Linked DNA regions of Cricetulus griseus: region 1 is linked to region 2. A link is a contact called in public Hi-C data. All regions are on one chromosome and are shown on one strand. The core of a region is the stretch at or near the end of the contact, and the rest is flanking DNA. Distances in the headings are between cores, read along the strand shown. Region 1 holds the start of LOC100755284 (40S ribosomal protein S27-like). Region 2 holds the start of Slc6a4 (sodium-dependent serotonin transporter).

Region 1 (2,700 bases), core at 98-2,597, 290 kb after region 2:
ATTTTACTCAGTTTTTCAAAATGATGATAAATAAATCTCTGGGTTCCCCATCTATGGATCATGTTCAGAACCCAGATCCCTGAAATTTATCATTTGGAGCCCACCTCAAAGCAAGCTCTGGTTTCAACTCACTAGACAGTGCATTACTATTCCCAACTATATTTCTGCTATTCTTTCCTTTTTCTCATGTCTCAATACCAATGTCAGTCTCTCAATCTCTCCCTCCCTCTCTCCTCTCTCTCTCTCTCTCTCTCTCTCTCTCTTTCTCTCTCTCTCCAAAATCTTTACAACTGGGTTCAAAGCCCACCTGCCTTAGGAATAGCATGCTCACAGTGATAGTGCTTCTAAATTCCTATGACTTATCCTTTTTCCACACATTTACACCTAAAAGCCTGGGGTCAGCCTGTTGTGGTGGCATACACATTTAATCCCAGCAGTTGGGAGGCAGAAGCAGGTGGATCTCTAGGAGTTAAGGCTAGCCTGGTCTACATAGAGTTTTCCAGGCCAACCAAGGGCACATAGTGACACTTTGTCTTAAAATTTAAAAAGTTTTTGGATAGGGCTTGTGTGATGGCTCAGCAGATAAAGGTGCTTGCCACACAAGAGTGGTAACATGAATTTGATTCCCCAGAATCCAGGGAAAGATGGCTGGGAGAACTAATGCTACAAAATTGGTTTTTTAACCTTCACACACATACCATGGCATATGCGCAAGCACGTGCATATTCATACATACACATGCACACATAGAGAATAATGATACAAGTAAATTTTAAATTTAACACATTTTAATTAAAATTTTGGATCAACTTCTCAAATATAATAACTATACCTCGTCAGGCAGGTAAACTTTGTGAATATGGTATTGTCTCACATTCTTCTGTGCCCCCTGTAGATTTCAGCAGCTCTTAATAAATAGATTATTTCCTATTTAAAGATCTACAAATGGGCCAAGGGCGTAACTTGGTTGGTAGTGATTATCTGACATGCACTAAGTCAACGGTTTGATCTTCTAGCACCTCTTAAAATCAGGCGTGCTAGCTCACACCTGTAATCTCAGCACTGCGCAGGTGGAGACAGAAGGGTCAGAAGTTAAAGGTCATCCATCCTCTGCTATGTAGTGAGTTTAAGTATGAATAATACGATAGCAATTCATTCCCCACTTGTAAAATCTATCATAGCAAAATGCCTATATCTTAATATTTTAATTTCTTTCTGGCCAGATCCATTAACTGTGTTTGTTTACTCCCTAATTTGAAGACAACTTTAGAAAGTTTGAAAACCTCATGCTGTCCGTTTAGAAATAATTGGTTTTTTTTTAAAAAAAAAAAAAAAAAAGCGCCTCGAGCTCCCTACCAGAACATGACTCTCGAAAAGGATCTCCTTCATCCCTCTCCAGAAGCAGAAAAGAGGAAACACAAGAAAAAGCACCCGGTGCAGAGCCCCAATTCCTCCTTTATGGATGTGAAGTGTCCAGGACGCTATAAAATCATCACGGTCTTTAGCCATGCACAAACGGTAGTCTTGTGTGTTGGCTGCTCCACTGTCCTCTGTCAGCCCACAGGCGGAAAAGCAAGGCTGACAGAAGGATGCTCCTTCAGGAGGAAGCAGCACTAAAAAGCACCTGACTCAAGATGAGTGGGAACCATCCCAATAAACACATTTTGGATTTAAAAAAAAAAAAAAGCAACACCCCTTTGTTACACTTCAATGCTTGTGTCCTCTTCTTTTAAATATCTCAATTTATAATTTTGTTTAATCCTAATCTAATTCTTCAGATCCATAAAAATTAGCATATTTAATACTAAAAGAAAATTCCTTTTTAGTTCCTTTTATAATTTAAATCCTTATGGAGGCATGGTAAATTGAATGACTAGCAGCATTCAAACCAGAACTGAATTCAGCGATTCGAGTGTGGCTAGTAGGCAGAGAACTAGCTACAGGTAAGAGACCCGGAGATAGAGACAGCAGGAACACACAGGCACTGGCCCAGGGGTGAATGGACCCTACTCCTCATACTGGGTCACGTGGGGAGGTGCTTAGTCTTGCTGCAACTTGATCTGTCATGTTTTATTGATACTCAGGCGGGGCCTGTGCTTTCCTAAACAGAAATGAGGAGTATAGATTGGAAGTGGGAACACAGGGAGAATGGGGAGGGAGGGAGTGGGAGGAGAGGAGGGAAAGGAAACTGCAGCTGAGATGTAAAATAAATAAATTCATTAATAAAAAATCAAAGTTAGAGAACAGATAGGGATTTAGCTCAATGATAGAGCATGTGCTTAGCATGTGTGAGGCCCTAGGCTAAATCTCCCACACTAAAACCAAAATAAACAGAGTTTAGACAGCAGAAGAAAATGTGACTTGGTGCAGGAAAAGATATTCAAAATATTTAATTTATATGGCACAGTCAGCTATTTTGACTAAGCAGGAACCGGATCTGGAAGTCCCCTGCAGTGCCAGACATTAACCTGCCTGTTTGAGTTTGAACATTCAGAGGAGCCACGATTCATTGCACACAAATATTTCAGCATTTTAACAATTAGTTCATCTGTACCAGTGTGTCCTGGCTGAAAAACAAATCATATAACCATGTTGAGAGCTTGGGCTACAATACAGAAAATGAACAGAGTGTGGAGTGTTCAAGGAATGGAGTCTAGAATTTTACTTGAGTAAGAGGAAGCAGAGTCTGAATAGAGTCTT
Region 2 (2,708 bases), core at 14-2,513:
GTGGGAACTCTGTATGCTAAACAAATGCCCTACCACTTAGATATATGCCTAGCCCCTCACAGTATTTTTGTCTTCACACCTGTCTGTATTGAGAGCTATGATGTAGCTCAGTTGGTAGAATGCTTGCCCAGTGTGCAGAGTCCTGCCTTCAGTCCCCGGTGCAGCATAAACCCAGACACAGTGGTGCACTCATGTGATCTAGCACTGAGACGTGGAAGCAGAAAAGTCAGACAAATTCAAATTCACCCTTACCACATGGTAAGTTCAAGGCCAGCCTCGATTGTTGATCCCGTCGAGAAAGCAAAGAAAAGAAAGGAGAAATATGTGGTTTCCTGAAAACCCTAGAAGGAAGGAGCTGAGCGTTTGCCCTCCTCCCATGGTTGGGCTTTGAAGCTGGCATGGGATCTCTGTCATTGTGAGCAGTGTAAGAGTCCATTTCTAGAAAGGTATGGCATCATCTTAATGAAGCAGAAGCATAGTCTAATTCCCAAACTGCCAAGTGCTGAAAAGAAATGGAGAGTGACTTGGAAGGCCTTCTAAGTTTATAGCAGGCAGAGGGGTTAAAGTCCAAAAGGGCTCAGATTACTACTCCACGTGTAGAAATCTCACCCTCAGTCCAGAAGAGAGCCCAGCTGCTCCCCTGCTCCCCGTCATGGCAGTGAAATAAAGTTGCAGCTGCCAGGATCCAGCCTTCTGCAGGGCACATGGGAACAGGGTCACCAGGCAAGTCTGGGGTCAGCGGCATGCACACTTTTCTCCTTGACTCTCGGGACGAACACACCGGTGTGCTCATGGCTGCAGTGACAACCTTAGCCCCAGAAGTTGCTGGGAAGTGGCAATAGGATGAATGGTGAGGAGCAGTGACAGACATGGCCCACTGGGACCTGCAGAGGACCTGGGAAGGCTGAAAGGTGGAGCGTGGGTGGGCTGGACATAGCTGCAGGCAGCTGGAATCTTCCTGGAGCCAGTCGGGGAAGTTGAGAAAAGACCCAGATATCAGGCAACGCCCAAGGGTGGTATTTTGCTTCTCTTTTCCTCTTTAGACCACCTTGGCAGCATATGTAAGATCTAGCATCAGGTGCTCAGTTTAAAAGGAGAGGACTGTCCCAGCTGGCAGACAGACAGAAGCTGCGGCTGTGCTGCTGTTTCTAGGCATGGCATTCAGGGCAGGGCTCTCTGGCTCTGCAGGGAACCTCTGCTGACATTCCTCTGGGTTACTGATAAACTACAGGGGACACTGGTGTCCCTCTAAATGACGCAAGTGCTGGTTCTTAAGTAGAGCCTATGCAAGCAATCTTGGTGACTTGCTATTTTTGTTTTGTTTCCTTTTCAAATTACTTGATGGTGATTTGACACCCTCCATTTGTGGAAAAGTTTAGTTGATTTTATTGACTCTGAGCAAATGCGCTGGCTTACAGATAAGAGCATTTGTAACCCTGTCACCTAAGATCATTTAAGCTTGTAATTCCTGCACTCGGGAAGCTGGGAAAGGAGGTCTACTGCAAGTTCAAGGCCAACCTGGGCTACAGAGTGAGAGCTTTCTTAAAAAATGAAACGTGAATGATTAATACCCCAAACAAATGAACCCCTACTTTCTCTCTCCTTTCTCTGTATGCTTCTCCAACAGAGCTCTTGGCTTTGTCACCATAACACTGGGAGGAGAATCAAGCCAAGTTTGGGTGCTTGGCAGATGGGCATCGGTATCATTTACTGACCAACAGGATGGAGACCACACCCTTGAATTCTCAGAAAGTGCTGTCAGCGTGCAAGGACAGAGAGGACTGTCAAGAAAATGGTGTTCTACAGAAGGGTGTCCCCACCCCAGGGAACAGGGCAGAGCCTGGCCAAATATCCAATGGGTATTCTTCAGTTCCCAACACGAGTGCAGGAGACGAAGCTACACACTCTATCCCAGCTGCCACCACCACCCTGGTGGCTGAGATTCGCCAAGGGGAACGGGAGACCTGGGGCAAGAAGATGGATTTTCTCCTGTCTGTCATTGGCTATGCTGTAGACCTGGGCAACATCTGGCGTTTCCCCTACATATGCTACCAGAATGGCGGAGGTTAGTACCATGGGCCACCAGCAGAGGCTCCCACCCAGGGGTGGGTTGTTAACCCTCATGGGAGGCCCTAAGACAAAACACATCTTTACTGTCTTGTGTGACCGACATGAGACTGAGAAATGTAAAACCTAGGCTTTCATGCTAGTCAAGTCTCCAGTCAGCCAGAAGCCTAAGGAAGCCTGTGTGTGGCTTTCAGGTTGTGAAGCTGGCCCTGGTTTATAGCATTGTCTGTTTCTCATTTGCTGAAGGACTTTCCTTCTCATCCTGTATTAGTCAGGCTTCTATGAGTGAGTGAAAAGCAAGAGAACACTCACTACACTGTGCTGAAGTTCTACTGGCAGAGCGGGGAGGTGTGACGCCTGTGGGAGGGAATACTGGGAGGTGACTGTAAAGCTCCAGACCCTTCTGGGACTTTGGGCTTGTGTGAGGTCAGAGAATGGCACTAGTTTAGTTCCAGAGTCTTTAAGTTATCAGACTTGAAGTGATCCAGAGTTGAACCCAGCCTCAGTATGATATTCATGCCAACCCCAGAGCATACAGGGCTACGTTTACATCTCTGGTGTTGTGGATGCCGTGTCTTGTCCATCCTAGTGACCCTAAGGCTCTAGAGTAGTTGTGTTGTTGACTGTATGTGTGAGCTGGG

The links. A called contact is a pair of places that touch in the nucleus more often than the background predicts.
Region 1: a contact with region 2 is called in a Hi-C map of the CHK-Q cell line, with 4 times the contacts expected there. The contact joins the promoter of LOC100755284 here to the promoter of Slc6a4 in region 2. A contact is called at or near these places in 3 of 8 Hi-C or Micro-C datasets (the CHK-Q cell line, the CHO-K1 cell line and fibroblasts).

What each region holds. Positions count from the first base shown.
Region 1 is chr7:90,704,580-90,707,279 of CriGri-PICRH-1.0, forward strand. It overlaps LOC100755284 (40S ribosomal protein S27-like), which reads left to right and starts at 1,348. Exons shown (of 1, transcript XM_027426683.2): 1 at 1,348-1,693. The coding sequence starts at 1,363. The coding sequence ends at 1,617. All of the region lies in intron 2 of Ssh2 (protein phosphatase Slingshot homolog 2), which reads left to right.
Region 2 is chr7:90,417,322-90,420,029 of CriGri-PICRH-1.0, forward strand. Slc6a4 (sodium-dependent serotonin transporter) reads left to right here and starts at 1,264. Exons shown (of 13, transcript XM_035448185.1): 1 at 1,264-2,065. The coding sequence starts at 1,723.